Regions from separate parts of the Mus musculus genome. Here region 2 is linked to region 1. The links are chromatin contacts, called in public HiCAR-type maps. All regions are on one chromosome and are shown on one strand. Each heading gives the region's core, a stretch centred on a gene start, on an enhancer-like site or on the middle of the called end of the contact. The rest is flanking DNA. Distances are from core to core; before and after follow the strand shown. Region 1 holds the start of Per2 (period circadian clock 2). Region 2 overlaps Ndufa10 (NADH:ubiquinone oxidoreductase subunit A10).

The links. HiCAR-type assays count read pairs that join an accessible place to other places.
Region 2: a contact with region 1 is called in a HiCAR-type map of astrocytes, with 2.5 times the contacts expected there. The contact joins the enhancer-like site here to the promoter of Per2 in region 1. A contact is called at or near these places in 3 of 39 promoter capture datasets (the 3T3-L1 cell line, the C10 cell line and embryonic stem cells), 2 of 484 Hi-C or Micro-C datasets (the P5424 cell line and cortical neurons) and 4 of 115 datasets of contacts at active chromatin or transcription factors (astrocytes, embryonic forebrain, extraembryonic endoderm stem cells and 1 more).

What each region holds. Positions count from the first base shown.
Region 1 is chr1:91,455,872-91,461,086 of GRCm38.p6, forward strand. Per2 (period circadian clock 2) reads right to left here and starts at 3,457. Exons shown (of 23, transcript NM_011066.3): 1 at 3,302-3,457. It overlaps Gm35591 (a long non-coding RNA gene), which reads left to right. Exons shown (of 3, transcript XR_003948694.1): 3 at 1-1,899.
Region 2 is chr1:92,450,961-92,455,915 of GRCm38.p6, forward strand. Ndufa10 (NADH:ubiquinone oxidoreductase subunit A10) reads right to left here. Exons shown (of 10, transcript NM_024197.1): 9 at 1,051-1,159. Among named protein-coding and RNA genes, the nearest start is that of Mir6900, 11 kb to the right of the region's middle. Within about 2 kb of position 2,806, at least 14 of the 459 cell types and tissues checked have an H3K27ac peak or open chromatin away from gene starts, as enhancers often do.

The sequences.
Region 1 (5,215 bases), core at 2,207-4,706:
CAGGGAGGGGTCTGGGAGGGAAAGGGAGAACTTGGCTGAGACCATCCTGGCCTGAGCCCACTCGCTCCCATATCCAGCCACTAGCCTCTCCCGTGGATAGTAGCCAGCCTGAGGGCAGGGGTTAAGCTGGGGTTGTTGACCCGGTCACTTGGCCATGTTCGCTTTCCTCAGCCAGACAGAGGAAAAGAGCCCTGGGTGATGAGATCATGGGTCTGGGGTGGGGGAGGGTACCCCAGGCTGGCTGCTGGGAGTTCACAGTATTGCTCTCTCAGCCTCTGCAGCTAGCTACACTTTCCACAAGAAATGGTTAAAAACACAGCAAGCCACGATGACAAAACAGGTCCAGGACCAGCAGCAGAGCCTGACAAGGCTCCAGCTTCCACTGCCAACCAGGGTCAGACATAAGGTCCTCTCACCCTCACCGCCTCCTGCTTAAGAGGGAAATGAATACGTTTTCTGAGGGAAAAGAATAAGGAACCTACTTCCTTAAGAGAATAGTAAAGACGCACACATTGTAAGATCCCCATTTGGTATGCGTCCCTGAACCCTCTGACCAGCCGGCAAGAACAGCCTACACCCGGCTAGTCACAACCCAGCAAACTCCTGACTGTTTCCCAACTTTATATAACAGGGGGCCCCGACAGCCTGTACCTCGAGTCTGCGAACCCCACAGTATTTTACAACCTCAAATATTATAACATGTTTTCTACTTCCTGGTAAGAGCCAACTCCCTGGGGCCTGCCTGCTGCAATCCGAAGAAAATGTTTGTCCTGTTAAATAAACAGCCATGCTCACCATGGTGACGGTTGGGTAAGGGAGGAAAATGTGGCCAGGGCTGTCCAAATAAGGAGGGGAAGGAGGTGTGGGGGCGGGGTGCTGCCACTCTAGGACTCCCCCACAGGCTCTTCAGTCCTTACCTATGTTGAGGTACCAAGCTGCAATTACTGATGTACCTACTACGTGACAGACCCTGGTGGTGGCTGAGGTGGGAGGGAACTCCTTGAATGCTGGTGGGGCCTAAGAAGTCCAGACCTTTGACCTTGAGGACCTAAGCTGATCTTATTTGACCAGGTGTTGCATGGAATAGGCCCCCCCGTTTTTCACAAAGCCCAGAGGGCTAAGATAATTAAGTGAGGGCTGGCGAGATGGCTCAGGGGGCAAAGACACTTGCTGCAGAGACTGGACAACCTGAGTCTGAGCCCTAGAACTAAGGCCTTCAACTTGTCCTCTGATCTCTCCACACACATGATACATATACACACAGAAATAATTAAATTTTTAAAAGTCAATTGTGTGGCTCTCTCCCTGCTTCTAACTTGCTCTAGACTCTAGAGTTGCCTATAGTGACCGGCTTGTTAGGATCATACTCCATGAGCAAAAGGCTTCACGTGAGGGCCACATCCCCAGTGGGAAGTGCCATGGCTTGGGGACAGGCCAGCAGAGGCTCTCTGCACCCACTTGTTCTCCCAGGAGTCTGGTGCTAAGCAGCTTCCCACAAGCATTGGGTGAAGAGGGTTCCGCAGGGCTGTGGGCTATGCGTTTCTAGTCACTTAACACAGTCATTTTCAAGGGTCACTCCAATATCTAGTGAGGCTCTTTCTTCTTTCTCCATGCTCAGCCATTCACCAGCTCCTCAGAGCTGGAGCCGGGGGTCCACTGAGATTGGAGGAAATTATACCATTATAATAGGCTCCCATACCTCTCAGGGTTTTCTAGGTTTGGAGTTTGAGAGAGGAGCTGTATAAATATCAGGAACCTCTCCTAGTTCATTTAAGCACAGCAGCTACGTCTCACACAGGGACGTTATGTGACACCAGCAGGGTTTCACAAACTTCTCACATCTTAGTTAGGCAGGTGCCTGAGAAAAGGGTCTGCAGATACAGAACTCCAAACGTGCACAGGGCCAGATCTCAGAGACTGTCTCAGATGAGGAAACTGGAGCCCAGGGTAAGCCGAGGTACCCAGTAGCTGCCAGCTGGCTGATGCAGGGCTCCCTCATTGCTCAGTACTCCAGCCTCCACACACAGCCTGAGCTGCGCCACTTATGTACCAATGAATCACACCAAGATGACAGTGACAGATAACTGCAGCCACCCACAGTACCATTCCATTCGGGCACACTGTACAGCTACCATTAAAATAAAGGAGTCCCTGGCTTTCTTAGATTCCAACAACGTACACAAAGTGGTGCTTTCCATATCTTAAAACACACACACACACACACACAAAACCGACTTTTTTAAATTAAAGCCTTGAGGCAGACAGACTCTGGTTATCAGACGAATCCGACCTAGACTCCAGAGACTAAGACAGAGTGGACATGCTTCCCTTCAGGTTTGCACCTCTGGTAAGCATGTGGACCAAGGAGGAGAAACAGATCCTGAGACTGCCAGGCCTGGTTTTTACAGTGGTACAGCTTGCCAGCCTGTGGCTGTGCCTCTTCAAGCTAGGGGTTACCCTGGATGATTTCCAGGGAGCCTTCTGGCTCCCTTGTTCCGTATGAATCAGCTTTCCAAACTGGTTCCTTGTGTATACGTTACAGAAACCCTGGCAACCAGGGTTCTTGCAGAAGAAGCAGGCCACCGCCCACCTCTTGGTCCATGTCTGTGCTTGGCAGCCAAGGTATGTCTCAAAGGATGACGATGTGACTGCTCCAGCTTAAGAGTGGACCTCTCCCCCCTCTCCTGACATACTCCCAGTCCATCTGGAGACAGGAAATACTGGCGTGGAGGATGCCACGGAAATCAAAGTGGGTGGACAAAGTGGTCTCCCTGACATAGGGGCGGGGAGGGGCAGGTGTGGCTTGGCACTGGGTATTTCTCTGTTTAACCCCTTTCCCACCGCTGGGAGTCAGTGCCTACCAGTGGTCCTTCCCCCAGGGCCAGACTTGACTCTCTGAACTCATAGCAGGAAGCCAGCTCCTTAGGGGACCCTCTGGACCCATCCTAGGAACAGTTTGCACTGACCCTGGCTTCCTTGGACAGCACCATGGGAGTCGGCGTGCTCAGTCTGGTGTCGTGATCACTCAATGTCTCTGTGTCCTCGGACAAGATGCCTAACTAATCTCTCCGACCTCAGTGCCTAACCTGAGAAATGGGGACAGCAGTGTGAACCTGGAAAAGGGTCACCGCGCAGTTCCATCTACATTCTGCCGAGTTGCAGCCGTTTGCACAGTCGGCAACTCCTGGCTCAGGACCCCAGCTCCAGCTGTCCGAGCCGCCGGTTACGTAAGACGACCACGGCCGTCCAGGTCCGCGCCACCGCCCAGCACCGCGCCACCGCCCAGCGCCGCGCCACTCACCGCTTCGCCGCGTCAACCCGCGCGTCTGTCCCTTGCTCGGCCCGTCACTTGGTGCGCTCGGCCTGCGCCGCAGCCGCCCGGAGCCGCTAGTCCCAGTAGCGCCGCTGCCGCCGCGTCGCCCTCCGCTGTCACATAGTGGAAAACGTGACCGCGCGCGCTGAGCCCGCCCCTGCGCGCGCCATTGGTCGGAGTGCCACCTCATTTGCATACTGGCGGGGCGGAACCTGAGAGCTACGCTCATCAATTGGTGGAGACGCCCGTCGCTCTCTTTACATAAGACGCACATGGAACTCCATGTTCGCCGCCCGGGTTCCTCAATGAAGATGCTGCGCGCTCTTGCGCCCCCCCGCGCCCGGGCGAGTAGGCTCGTCCACTTCCGGCCTGCGGGACTTCCATTCACCTGGCACGGCGGTGGCCCGCTCGTGCAGCCCCGGAGTGGCGCGTACCACTGCGGCGCGGGGGAATGGTGCTTGGCCGCTGCGCAACTCACAGCCGGCAGAGACCAGGGCCACCGGCCTATCACCTGCGACGACGTGACCAGCCTCGGTAATCCGAAGGACCGAGAATGCTCTCTGCTGACACCTTTCGCTCATCCAGCCCAGTTCATTCATTTCCCCTCTCATTCATTCATGGCGAGACGCTTGAGGGCAAATAGGACGGCCCCTCTGGATCTGCTGCTGAGCACCTTCCCAGGACAGGCTGGGTGACCCTAGGACAGGCCCCCCAGGCTGACCGTCATTCCAGATGGGCCAAAGCACAAAACTCCCACTTAGCCTTTCTTGTTTCTGAAACTGCGTGTTGCTAGTTAGTGTTGATTCAGGAAATAAGGTCATAATTGCCGTGCAGAGATACAAAGGAAAGAAGTGATTTCTTCCTGCCCTCAATCACATAGGGAGAGAAGACTGACGTTCTACAGGGAAGCTTAACCAAATGCGGTGGTGTAGTTTATTAACCTTACAGGAACTATGGAAGCGGGGTGTGCATCTGGAACAGCAGGGCTTTTCTGAAGTGGAAGCTACAGACACTAGCTAGTCAGGGGAGGGTACTCCTCCAGTGATAGGACAGCCCTGCCCCTGTGGAACCTTGGTTGAAGCTATTTGGTTCTTTCAAGAGCACTGTCTGGAAGCCTACTAAAGCGTTCAGGCTCCTGTCCAAAGGGTCAAAGGAGGGAGTAGAAGTTTCCTCGGAGCGGGTTTGAGGCTGACAGAGAACAACCTAAAGACTCATGCAAGGTGTGATGGAGAAGGCAAGCTTGTCACGTCTTCCAAGGGTAAAAAGGTCATTTGTCATTGCCAGGGAACTTGAAGCCTAGTAGCATCCACTACTCTGAATCTTCCCCTGGGGTGTCCTAGGAACCAGGAATGGAAAGGAGGCAAACATTAGCAACAGAAGTCTGCTAACAAACTGAGCTGCTGGTGTACACAGCCGGCTAACCCACATTCAAGAATTCCGTGTGGGAGCTACTTCTTTCTGTCTGCCTGGCAGGACAGGCATGCAATTCCTCAGATGCAGATGGGGGCAGAGACTAAGTTCATTTCAGCAGCCCTTTCCAAAGAAGCCCTGGGAAGCCAGATGTTGACTCACACTGCAGGGGGCAGGGCAGCACCTCTGGTTCCTCTGACACTGACACCTCACCACACTCCCCAACACACACAAACACTGAGCAGAGCTGGGCCAAGCTGCACCCTGCACACACCCAAAGGGCCTTTTGTTTCCTCGCTTACATTGACGGCAATGGTGGCTACATTGTTCTGGAAACAAGAGTACACAGCTCATCCACCTGGCAGAGTCTCCTTCATGCTCAGCTTTTTCTTGTCTTGCTCTACATTTGGCCTGCAATGTAATGTCACAGTTCCTCCCTAAGTTTAGCCTTTTCTATTTCCACCAGTAAGTCTAGAAAGACATAGTAATCAA
Region 2 (4,955 bases), core at 1,556-4,055, 990 kb after region 1:
ACAGTCTAAGGTGCTGGAGCAACATTCCTGAGAAGAAACTTGAAGGCAAGCTCTGTTGATATGGGTACAGGCAGTAATGTCAAAGGCACAAGATGGAAAGTACTATCCACCTCGCCAACCACACACCCACTATCAGTGAGGCCAACGCTGACAGAGGGAGGCAGGTCCACAATGCTGTAGACCATCCTTCTGCAGCTGGCAGAGGGAGGTAGGGAGTGTGGGACCTGGCGGCCATAGGGAGCAGCTGTATCCACTCAGGTAAGATGTCAGTCCAGACACAGACCATGGTCAGGAGATAGCTCCCAAATGTATATGGTGAATACAATTATTTTCAAAAAGGCTCAAAGAACTTGTTTAAAAGAAAATGTTGAGTCCTTCAAGTAAGGGAGGGAGGAGGGGGAACAGCCACATTGAACCCCTTAATCAAAGCTCAGTGGTCTGTAGCCTCTGCTGCTGCTGACAGGAGTGCAGGCAGCTGTCTCCGGATGCAGACCCATGTGTTCCACACTTTCCAAGAACCAACATGCTACAGCAGATGACGGACAGAGGACACTCTTCCTATTCCATGATGCTACTTGGTGCAGGCTACTGGTCTTGTTAGGTCCCTGACCCTGCCTACACAGCTAGAAATAGCAATGGAGGAACAAAAGACTTGTGAAGAAGATGTATAAACTAGAGAAAGTCACGAGGAGGGAGAGATGCTATTTCCATGTGTGCATCAGTCCGGCACCGTTGCTGCAATGTACAAATGTAAGGCCTCACAAACATACAAATGTAAGGCCTCACAAACATACAAATGTAAGGCCTCACAAATGGAAACCTCAGAGATACACTGTGAGGAGTAAGGTGACACTGGATGTAGCTGTGAAGAACTAGAGCCATCAGCTAGTGAATGGAGGATATGTGTCCAACAAGACAATGTACCTAGAAAGGACACTGGATCCGGTGCTTTATCACTAGAAATGAGGGGGACAGCAGCTGATCCACTCTTCACGGAGGTGGCTTAGTGGTCACATGTATCCCTGACTTTGCTCCCATAGTAGGGCTCACCTCTCTGAAGCTGTTGTAGATCCGGCTACCCTGATGAGCTCCAATAGTGATTTCTGGGAGGTAGACCGGAATGGTCGTGTAATTCAGCACTTCTGTCTTATCCTGAACCCTGAAAAGTAAGACAAACATGGATTACAACAAGCCATCAAAATAAGTACCATTAGACAAATATTCTTAACTCTTCATGTATCTACAGGGACTGGGGAGATGGCTCAGCAATTAGAAGCACTGGATGCTAAGAGAATCTGGCTTCAACTCCCAGCAACTGCACAGCAGCTCACCACTGTCTATAACTCCAGTTCCAGGGGATCTGTCACCCTCGCAAGACATATATGCAGGCAAAACACCAATGCACATAAAAATAAATAAATCTTTAAAAAAAACCCAAAACAAACAAAAAACCCCAAAACAACAACAACACCACTACTACTAACTAAGTGCTGTTCACAAGCAGGCATGTTCAAGGCACCACTTCTCTTAAAGATCTCTGGGGTCATGTAGCCACTCTGCTAAACAGCTCCAGAACTGAGGGAGTTCTGAGAAGCCCTGATACCTTCAGATAGTGGGCTCTCGATGAAGGGTTTGGGAAATGGAAAAATGGAGCCAATGTGTACTTCACACACAATAGCAGGAGTAATCTACCAGCAGATGGTAGTCCCCACGTTATGCACACTATGCCCTCATTAGAAAGCCAAGTGACAGTACCACATGGAACTTGCTAGGTAGCACACTGGGCCATATTTATCAAGGGTAGATTCATTTCTGGTACTACTAATACCAACTGTAGGCTTCTCCCTTGCTTTACCATTTCATTCTGCTGATTCAAGAACGTTTATACAACTGTTACATCCCATTCTCTTCAAAGATGGGTTCAACATAAGCACTATGCTTGAAGAGACAAACCTTTTTTTTCCCCATTTTTTTCTTTTTTTAAAAATTAAATCTGGGCATAGTCATGCGCTAGACACCCTAGTACTTGGGAAGCTAAGGCAAAGGAACTGCCACAAGTTTGAGTCCAGCCTGGGCTACCTGGGGAGACAAATGTCTGAGGGGAAAAGGCACTAAAGCCTTTCTTAATCTTACAGGCTCAAGAAACAAAGTAATTATTTTCAACAAATTCTTAGCTATACCTAAGTTGTAAAGGCAAGAGAGGATGTTTCTTGTCTGCAATTTCCAAGTGTAGATTCTATAACTGTATCTGGTTCCTGGTGGCTAGATGGCTCACTATATAAACCCGTAGGCGACAGCCAGGTCCCCACAGAACTAGAACCTAAGAGGAATGCATGGTGCATGGGTCCGTGGGTCACGCTTGCTTCCACAAGAAATCACAGAGAAATGATGACTGTGGTAAGGCTGAACTTAGTTGGTGGCAGGAATGTCCTAGTGCAAATGCGCCACTCCCACAATGATCGAGCGATTCAAATCCCCCAAGCACAGTTGTTCGGGTAGCCCTGCCTGCCCGTCCTCCTGCGTGGTTTGCACTGGTTTAGGTGAGTGCCCATACTAGATAGACACTGTCAAAGATTAAGATTGCTTTTCTTAGCTTTCATATCCTATCCAGTTGGTTTTTTTCTGCCAAAAGAAATGAAAACATTTAAAAACAGTTCAAGCATACAAACAGTAGAGTCTGTAGAGGACACATTAGCCCTGCTCTGTAAGCTTGCTCTGATTAGCTGTTACATGAAATTCCACAGAGCCAAGGCCTGGCCTCAGCACTACTTTTGAGCACTCCCTCTCTACAGCAACAAGTTGACAACCTTCTCGTGCTCTTCATGACTTGCTAGCAGCATACACACACAGCTCTCTACTGTAACACAGGATTATTCTGTACCTGCTACTGTTAATTCTGTTGAAGTGGTAACAAAATATTTCAACTAAAAATGAAGTACACCTTAAATGTTAACAAATATCAAAGGAGGGTGTCCTGGAAGTATGTGAACTATAGAACAACAGCGCCATCTATGTATGATTTGCCAGAATTACAATTTACACATGCCCCAGAAAAAGAACAAGAAGGCTTTAAAAGTACTCTGTTGTGTACCTTACTTAAACCTGGAGAAACAACTCTTAGCAGAGCTCACAGGATGAAGAGAGACACAGCACATCTCCGGTAAATACTTGTCAGATAGGCTAGAGATAACATCCTTGATCAGAGATAATGAAGAACTAAAGGCACTGGGAAGCCTCTATGATTCAGAACACAAAGCTGATAAGGAGCTATGCTTACGCAATAAACACATTTCAACGCTACAGATGGAGAAACCCATCTGAGAACAATGTTCCTGCCACACCAGTGTCCAACTATGATGTGACGAAGTGTCACAGGCTGATTAGTGCCATGGGCAGACGGCTTTAACCAGAGGCACTGAGGCACGACAACAGAAAAGTACAGAACAGCAATTAAGGTTCTATGGCTGAATATTTCTCCCATAGGAGAGAGGCCACTTTTCTCCCACTTTCCACAGGCTGTTTTTACTTCCTCCTGAACTGTAGTTCTGCCTGAAACCCTGTGGAGAACTTGCATCCATCACCACAGTACTAGATCTCTGTCTGGAAACTTCCAGCAGCTGCAATGAGCCTCATGGGCAGTAGGTGGGGCTGGGAGGGTGGGTATGGGGGTGGGGGTGGGGGGTGCACTGAAATGTAGCTGAAATTAAACAGAAATGTTCTAAAACGATAATTTGGTCAAGTCTGGACCAAATAAGTCTAACTGGCAAGTGGCATGTTTACAGCAATTGTCTCAGAAACAGATCATAATTTTCACTCAAGAAATTAAGATCAGCACAATTACCATTGAAAACTTATGAAACTGAGGAGAGGGCACAACACAGGGAAAGGACAAAGCCACAGTAAATGAAATACAAGCAATTAATTGGATGTTGTAACTCACAAACTCTGGGAAAATTACAGGTCACAGCTCTATACCCTGATAACCATATAACTAAGTAATACCAAAATTATGAATTTTAAGCACGGGTCAGATCAACATGTGTTTCAGATCAAATTTAGAAAATGATATGGTATTATCTGTGGGAGGTCAAAAGCCAGAAATACTCCCTAGTCGCAGTGAGTCTGTTTGGATCTTAGTCCTCGTGCCCTAATGCTAGCTCATACACTCTGCCCAGTTAACTGATTCTAAAAAGCAAGGATCACAAGACATTTGTGTAACAGACTCAGGGCATTAAGAGGAGGTGTCATGGTGATAACAAGACAGTAATAACCTTGCAGGCTGTGAAGAATATAAAGTTCAACACTGGGATTCAGGTCACCAGGTGCTAGAGCAGGACAGAGGTTGCAGTTTCTGAGCTAATCCAGGAACAGAAATGTTAGTGCTTGAGAGCACTCTTCATAAAGAGGAAACAGGAACTCTCTTAACCTAAAAACAAGTAAACAAAACAGACGAACCTCTGGAGGTGTATTGGAAAACAGTGAGGGCAGTTAGGAACTGACCAGAAGCAGAGATCCAAAATGAAGGCACCAAACCACTCCAGCAGAGAACAACAGGATCAGAAGAGAAACCACAACAGAGTAGTACATCAGCCTTCAGAGTAGTCTTTGGGGAGAAGTGAGGGTTAGCATAAATGGAGGGGCCCAACAGCCTCAGACTCTATCCCAAGCACATGACAGAGCAGGGCAAGACAGGCACAGACAGGCTCAGAGTGCTGCAGCAGCTCCACTTCCTGACAGACATCTCACAGCATCTCCACCATCTGGGCTTTCCACTGCAAACCACCCTTCATTTTCTCATCTTCATGCAGCAATCTTATATGGCTTCCTGTCCTCTTAGGGCTGTCCTTCATGCAGGACTCCTCTGCCACACACTTCCTGGACTCATAGCTCCCTGAAACTACGGAAGAATTCCTGACTCCTCAATTCTTGTGTATTTCACGCCTCTAGGGCCAATA